Linked DNA regions of Rattus norvegicus: all the other regions are linked to region 2. The links are chromatin contacts, called in public Hi-C maps. All regions are on one chromosome and are shown on one strand. Each heading gives the region's core, a stretch centred on a gene start, on an enhancer-like site or on the middle of the called end of the contact. The rest is flanking DNA. Distances are from core to core; before and after follow the strand shown.

Region 1 (2,700 bases), core at 112-2,611, 140 kb before region 2:
TCACAGAAGAGATCCACATGCCTCTGCATCCCCAGTGCTGTCATTGAAGGCATGGTTCTCTGTGCCTGGCATGAGTCAGTTATTCTTCTTTCAATTTTATTTAAAAAGATAATTTAATTTTATGTGCCTGCATGTACGCCTGGGTGAGGGTATCGCATCCCCTGGAACTGGAGAGGAAGAGAGCAATGAGTTGCTGCGTCATGGCTGGGAAGTGAACCCACGTCCTCTGGAAGAGCAGCCAGGGTTCTTAACCACTGAGCCATCTCTCTGGCTCCCCTTTTAATTTCATTTTTAGGTGCTAGGGATAGAACCCAGGGTATTGAGTATGTTAAGCAAGCACTCTGCTATGGACTGGGCTGAGTTACACCCTCAGCCCAAAGCCAGGTCAGAGTCAGCGTGCTCCGGTTTGGACGTGGAGAAGCTAAGCTGACCCATCTTGTTCCAGAAACATAGAGGCTCCTGCCAGGAAATTGAACTCCTGCTTCAGACCCAGGGTTTGAGAAAGGCAGAAAAATCACCCAGCAATAAGAAGAGGCAAGCAGGCGAAGGGCACATGCTTCTTCTCCACTTCCAAGAAAGCCTGGTCTCCCAAGGGACCCAGTCTGCTGAGCAGCCAAGCAGCAGTTCTGACTGCCTCAAGCTGGCCTTTGCAGGAGGCCTGGTGTCCAGCGACTGGGTGCCTGGTTACCAGAGGGAGGTTTAGAATAACAACTGTCTCCTTTGCCAATAGGAGGAACCAGGCCTGTTTACTGACCGTATCAACAGCCAGCAGAGCCCGAACCTGTTAGTATCCGTTAAAAAACATGCCTGTTTGCTGAGAGCCCATTCTAAAATCCCAAGATGGGCGTGTATGACCCTCACCCATTATCCAGCCACACCAGACCCCTTGCGTGGGTACAGAGCAATTCTTGGCCCCTACCAGGATGCCATCCTGAGCCAGGCTGGTCGAAATCTGGCTGTGTTCACCTTTCCTGAGAATATACGTGTGTCGATCTCCCTGTTTTTCAGGCCCGACTAGAGCCAACCATGGATCTTTATTGACCGCTCCATTAGCCCCTTACGCTTGTTCCAAGACTCCCTGGAGGTGTGAGGGAGTTCTAAATATGAGTAGATGGTCCAACGTTTTGGAATTCGATATCCCAGAAAGCTAGTCAGAGGACACAGCCACATGCATGATCTGTAGATAACTGCCCAACAGGTGTTCTGAGAATCTGTGCTCTCCCAGGTCTGAGGAGAAATGGGTCAAACGGACCTGGGGAAGGGGTCTTGTTTTTGCCTCATAACCCTATTGCTCCCCGACTGCTGCCTGGCTACTTACAGTTAGGTTCTTGTAGGCTCTTGAATGGAAGTGACAGGAATTCCAAAGCTCCTGGAGCCCTTGGGAGACAGCGGACTGTCACAGAGGATTGAAGCTGTGTCCTGAGCAGACACTTGTTAGAGTTGCTATCTTGCTCCTCTTCTGGGACTTTGGTACTTGGTGATGGAAGGCCGGTCTGCCAAAAATAAATCACAACTGCAAACCTGGGATGCAGGCCAAGGTCCAGGAGGGATAGGCCTGGGGCAAAACTACATCAGGGGTGACACCTGGCGGAGGCTGAGGGAAACACACGTGAATTGGGACAAAGCAAATGGCTTTTGCTGAGGAAAGCGCCTCCAGTGTGGAGGCAGAGGCAGGTAGATTTTTAGAGTTCCGAGTGATTTCCATGACAGGCAGAAAGTTACACATAGAAACCTGGCCTGGGGGGTTGGGGATTTGGCTCAGTGGTAGAGCGCTTGCCTAGCAAGCGCAAGGCCCTGGGTTCGGTCCCCAGCTCCAAAAAAAAAAAAAAAAAGAAAAGAAAAGAAACCTGGCCTGGAAAAACAAAACAAACAAAGAAAGAAAAAACAAACTTTTAATTACATATAAGTACATATGCCTTGGCTAGGGTTTTCCTGCTGTCAACAGACACCATGACCAAAGCAACTCTTGTAAGGACATTTAGTTGGGGCTGGCTTACAGGTTCAGAGGTTCAGTCCATTATCATCAAGGTGGGATCATGGCAGCATCCAGGCAGGCATGGTGCAGGAGGAGCTGAGAGTTCTACATCTTCATCTGAAGGCTGCTAGTGGAAGACTGACTTCCAGGCAGCTAGGGCAAAGGTCTTAAGCCCATGCCCACAGTGACACACCTATTCCAACAGGGCCACACCTCTTAAAAGTGCCACTCCCGGGGCTGGGGATTTAGCTCAGTGGTAGAGCGCTTACCTAGGAAACGCAAGGCCCTGGGTTCGGTCCCCAGCTCCGAAAAAAAGAACCAAAAAAAAAAAAAAAAAAAGTGCCACTCCCTGGGCCAAGCACATACAAACCATCACAGCATATCTCTCTGTATGTGCACACGAGTACTAGTGCCTGCCTAAGCCAGAGGTGTTGGGTCTCTCTGCAGCTGGAATTAGAGATGATTGTAGCTACCTGTGGGTGCTGGAGATCAAATTCTGGAAAAGCGGTTTATCTTAAGGAATGAGCCCCATGTTTTGAGATTTTATGTGTTTGAGTCTTTTCCCGGGAGTATGTATGTGCCTGTCTTATACGCTCAGATGTCAGAGAGGGCATTCAATCCCCTAGAATTGGAGTTATAACTATTGTGAGACACTATGGGAGTATGGAAAACTGAACTCAGGTCCTCTGAAAGAGCAGCAAGTGCTCTTAACACGAGCCATGAAT
Region 2 (2,700 bases), core at 73-2,572:
CACACACACACACACACACACACACAGAGAGAGAGAGAGAGAGAGAGAGAGAGAGAGAGAGAGAGAGAGAGAGAGAACGCACTGGTGAGAAGACTCAGTGGGCTAAAAGACACTAGCCACCAAGCCTGATGACTTGAATTATACCCCTGGGACCTAGGAGAGACCAGACTCCAACAAGTTATCCTCTCACCTCCACATGCACTGCATAGCACATGGGTGCCCACATACGCGCACACAAATACATAAAGGTTACAAATTTTAAACGAAGAGAGAGACCAGGAAGGAGAGGAGAGAGCAAAATAGGGAAAGAGGAACCGAGCAAGGTAGGATGAATGAATGAATGAATCGGAGAGAGGCGGAAGCTGTGAGCACACAGGTTTGCTTCAACCTGCTTCTGCGCCAAGCCTACCTAGGTAGGAAGGGAGAGCGCGGAAGGGGTCCTCTGCTAGCTGTGTGCAAAGTCATGTCCTCTATCTGAATCTTACAACCCCAAGGTCCTTTTGGCTTTGGTTGAGCAACGTTCCGCTGGCATACTGGCTCCCCTCCCCTCTATAGCCACCCCCAAATCTCTGTGGTGGGTAGCATCTCCTAGGGCTCTGCGTCTCACTAGATGGGAAAGAGCTTGCTGGAGGCACGTGCACAAACATCCCCTCCAACACTTTAGCTGGCATGAGAACTTCCAGGAAGGCAGGAGCTGGAGGTTCGGGCCAGCCTGGGTTATAGAATGAGACACAGCTTCCAAACATAAACAAAAGGCTCATTAATGACAAGCACTCACAGGGCCCTGGGTTCAACCCCCAGCACTGTGAAGTAAAATGAAAAGCTTTAAAAAAAAAAAAAATCCACTGCCTGGGTTAGTGCCTGACTAGCAGAAGCCCTGGAGTTCAAGCGGTTTTGAGGCATGCCAGGTCTCACTTCCTGCTCTGGCCGCTCCCCTCCCCAGCCTGCAAACCCATATTAACCTCCTCTAGGTGAGCACTAGGGGATCTCCAGGTACAGGCACCTCTCCGCCCATGCCCTCGCTTCTGAAAGCTTCCAGACCCCGGGTCCGGAGGAGCGCTCACCTCCCGTAGCGGCTGCCGGTACCACTGCTTCTCGAAGCCCTGCAACCGATTGTTCGAGTAATCGGCACGGAAGCTCCACAGGCCGTCCAGCACCTTGAGTTCCCGCGAAGGGGTCTCCTTCGGGAACAGCATCCCGCCCTGCAGCGCCAGCGCGCAGCTGCACAGCAGCTGGCCCAGTACGAACCAACACACACTCCGTCTTGGGGACATGCTGGCCGGGATGCCCGCCGTCCAGCGGCTGGGCCTTTTAGCCTCGCTCTCTGGGGCAAGGCGGAGGCGGGACTTTGGAGGGTCACATGTTCTCTAGAGAAGCGGCCGGCGCCAACTTGGATGAGGGCAAGTGCTGGAACAGCTGCTGGCCCCAAGGCTACAACTCTGCAGAAAGAGGAAACACTCAAGACCTGAAGTTCTGGATTATCCTACCCTACGCCTTACAAAAGTCCCTGCCTGCTTCACATCCATTAACATTTCCCCCTCCCCCACTCACAATCTGGGGCTGTGCCTCCCAGTACTGCTAGGCTGAAAGGACCCTTGAAGTCCCTGACCCCGCTATTTCTTCACAACTCCTGTGAAAAGTCGCGGATGAGGGTTCAAAAGAGATACTGAGAAGGACTCGGGGAGTTAAGAGTTTATTAAAGGGATTATTAAGGTCTGGAAAGTACATGCAGACAATTTTGAGGCGGGGTCTCATCTTGTAGGTCTCACAGGAAGGTAATCTCTCCTGATGCCCAAGCAAGTAAGGGGATGGAGAAAAAAAGGTTTTGGCCATCAAGCCAGGAGGTTTTGGCGCACGCCTTTAAGCCCAGCACTTGGAAGGTAGAGGCAGGTCAATCTCTGTGAGTTCAAAGTCAGCCTGATCTACAGAGTGAGTTCCAGGACAGCCAGGAGAGCAGAGAAACCTCAAAACAAAACAAACAAACAGGGGTTGGGGATTTAGCTCAGCGGTAGAGCACTTGCCTAGCAAGCGCAAGGCCCTGGGTTCGGTCCCCAGCTCCGAAAAAAAGAAAAAAGACAAAAACAAACAAACAAACAAAAACCCAAACAAACAAAAAGCAAGAAAAAAATTAATCAATTAGTCTATAAGAACAAATAGATACGCTCCCCCCCTTGCTTTCTGGAAATCATTTCATGGTTTGGCTGTGAATATAGTTATTTTCACAATGCATTTTTTTTTCTTTTTTTATTAGGAAAATTTCAAAAGTATGAGTAGCAAAATGACAGCAATCTCCAATTGTAATCTTATAATTTAGTATGTATTTGCATATGTTATATATCCTTTTTATTGTGTTATTTGGTTGCCTTTTGAGACAGGGTCTCAAGGCACCTAAGTTGGCCTGGAACATGTTTTGTGCCACAGGAGGACCTGGTGCCTACAAGGCAAAGAGGGAGCATTAGGACTCAGAGTCTCAGAGTTGAAGCATCTATACCCAAGTTCAAGACCTTTGTAGAACTGACAACCCTGGGCATAAAAGACCTGTCTCCTGGGCCTGTGCTCTGTCATTCCGGTCACAAATGCGGGTCACGTGTGCGTGTGTGTGTGTGTGTGTGTGTGTGTGTGTGTGTGTGTGTGTATGTATATATGATATATATGTATATGTATGTATGTATATCACATGTGGGTGTTTTGCCTGCACAT
Region 3 (2,700 bases), core at 195-2,694, 190 kb after region 2:
TAAATCCCCAACCCCTAAGATTTAGTTCTTTATGGGTCTCACTAGAATGCAAATTTGTCTTCACCTTTTTTAAAAAGATTTTATTTATTCATTTTATATATGACGAGTACACTGTCACTGTCTACAGACGCACCAGAAGAGGGCATCGGATCTCATTACAGATGGTTGTGAGCCACCATGTGGTTGCTGGGATTTGAACTCATGACCTCTGGAAGAGCAGTCAGTGCTCTTAACCGCTGAGCCATCTCTCCAGCCCCTTGTCTTCACCTTTTATAAATGGTAAAATTATATATGTGTGTGTGCATATAATGCACATGTATATATATTATATACACATACATATATGTGTGCACATTTGTGCATATATTTGTATACCTATATATATACATATACATACACACATACATATCACATGCTAAAGAATTATTTTCAATTCTTTTGTGATTTATTTCTTTTTTTTTTAAGATTTATTTATTTATTTTGTATATGAGTACACTGTAGCTGTCTTCTGACACACCAGAAGAGGGCATCGAATTCCATTACAGATGGTTGTGAGCCACCATGTGGTTGCTGGGATTTGAACTCATGACCTCTGGAAGAGCAGTCGGTGCTCTTAACCGCTGAGCCATCTCTCCAGCCCCTTGTCTTCACCTTTTATAAATGGTAAAATTATATATGTGTGTGTGCATATAATGCACATGTATATATATTATATACACATACATATATGTGTGCACATTTGTGCATATATTTGTATACCTATATATATACATATACATACACACACATACATATCACATGCTAAAGAATTATTCTCAATTCTTTTGTGATTTATTTCTTTTTTTTTTTAAGATTTATTTATTTATTTTGTATATGAGTACACTGTAGCTGTCTTCTGACACACCAGAAGAGGGCATCGGATCCCATTACAGATGGTTGTGAGCCACCATGTGGTTGCTGGGATTTGAACTCAGGACCTCTGGAAGAGCAGTCGGTGCTCTTAACCGCTGAGCCGTCTCTCCAGCCCCCTGTGATTTATTTCTAGTAACTGTTTGGCTCGTGAACCTATTTTATCTATCCATATACCCAGTTATAGAAAATGTCAAGCTCTACCCCTAGTGGTCAGGAGTAAAAAAAAAAAATTAAGAAGCCTTAGTTTAGGGCTGGGGATTTAGCTCAGTGGTAGAGCGCTTACCTAGGAAGCGCAAGGCCCTGGGTTCGGTCCCCAGCTCCGGAAAAAAAGAACCAAAAAAAAAAAAAAAAAAGTGTCGTTCAAGAAGCCTTAGTTTAGAATTAGGATAAAGGCCAAAGGAAGAATTCCTTTCTCTGTCCAACATTGAGGTCCAGTTCTTCTTGACTCGCAGAGTGGCAGGGAAGTCTCCAAATGCTTGCTTGGGGCCACTGCAGTGTAAACCAACACAGAGCAGTTCCCGTTAAACTCAACACACATTGGGGTTGGACCCAGCACAACCCGGAATGCAAATGCCTGTCTGCTCCATGACTCACCAGCGCCCACTACCGACAAAGAGAAGTATCGCTTCTTAAAAAATTGAAAGGTCTCTGTTTCCATTGATTCCCCTCCCAAAAAAAAGCAATGAAAGGTGAATTTGAAACTGAGAGACATTCCATTAATAACTCTCCTGTAATGGCTATCCCTGGTTGTCAACTTGACTATCTCAAATGAGCTACCATCCTTAATCAGAGGGCACACCTGTGATCCAGATCTTGGGGCTGGAAGACACAAGTTTCTGACCTGGATCTTGGCATGGAGGTCTTGAGGCATAGTGGCTATGAAAAGTGTAGTACACGTCTTTAATCCCAAGACACTGAGGCAAGGAGACCTCTGAGTTCAAGTCATCGGGGGACAAGTAAGTTCCAGATCCAGGGGTGGTGGTACACACCTTTAATCTGGGCCACACCTTCTGCTGGAGGCCTACAATGGAGGAAGGAAGGCTCACTCTTCTGCTTGCACTTACTTGCCAGCACATCTTCTGGAACCTACTTCTTCAGGATCCCAGCTCCTACAGAAGAGCAGCTGAAACAACCAGCCTCATGGACTGAGCGACTGCTAGACTCTGGGACTTCCCATCCACAGCTGCCCATAGTTGGAGGACAATAAATTCCCTTAGTATGGAGAGACCTTCTCTAAGTTCTGTGCTCTAGAGAACCCTGACTAATACATATCCCGTTTGTACGTCTATTGATCCAGGTTTATAATCTCATCTGGGCTTCTTTCCTCAGACGCGAATGAAATGCTATACTCAAATCACCTGGTAATATCGCGGCTTGCATGGCTACTTAAGAATGGGTACTCTTGGGCTGGAGAGATGGCTCAGCAGTTAGGGGCATCGACTGCTCTTCCAGAGGTGCTGAGTTCAAATCCCAGCAACCACATGGTGGCTCACAATGATCTATAATGAGATCTGATGCCCTCTTCTGGTGTGTTTGAAGACAGCAACTTATATATCATAAATAAATCTTTTTAAAAAATGACCTAAACGGCTAATATTTAAAAAAAAAAGAATGGGCGCTCTTTACCCCTCTCTCCTGCATTCATTGTCGTCATTTTCCCAATCTTGGGTAGTACCAAAGTCACACAACTCTGGCGGTCCTTGCATTCCTACACAGAGTTCATTGTACGCTGCTGTGGCATCCCCTCCTTGAATCCATGCACATTGTCGCCTGTGAAATCTTCCAACT

What was found. Hi-C and Micro-C count contacts between places; a contact is called where the count stands out from the background.
Region 1: a Hi-C map of frontal cortex shows a contact between it and region 2, with 1.9 times the contacts expected there. The contact joins the promoter of Phkg1 here to the promoter of Gusb in region 2. A contact is called at or near these places in 2 of 12 Hi-C or Micro-C datasets (Schwann cells and frontal cortex).
Region 3: a Hi-C map of liver shows a contact between it and region 2, with 2.7 times the contacts expected there. The contact joins the enhancer-like site here to the promoter of Gusb in region 2. A contact is called at or near these places in 5 of 12 Hi-C or Micro-C datasets (Schwann cells, hepatocytes, kidney and 2 more).

The regions. Positions count from the first base shown.
Region 1 is chr12:32,473,738-32,476,437 of GRCr8, reverse strand. Phkg1 (phosphorylase kinase catalytic subunit gamma 1) reads right to left here and starts at 1,361. Exons shown (of 10, transcript NM_031573.2): 1 at 1,319-1,361.
Region 2 is chr12:32,335,929-32,338,628 of GRCr8, reverse strand. It overlaps Gusb (glucuronidase, beta), which reads right to left and starts at 1,322. Exons shown (of 12, transcript NM_017015.3): 1 at 1,065-1,322. The coding sequence starts at 1,274.
Region 3 is chr12:32,146,650-32,149,349 of GRCr8, reverse strand. No RefSeq gene overlaps it. Among named protein-coding and RNA genes, the nearest start is that of Kctd7, 20 kb to the left of the region's middle. Within about 2 kb of position 1,444, at least 1 of the 93 cell types and tissues checked has an H3K27ac peak or open chromatin away from gene starts, as enhancers often do. A contact at or near this core is called in liver, where this site is marked.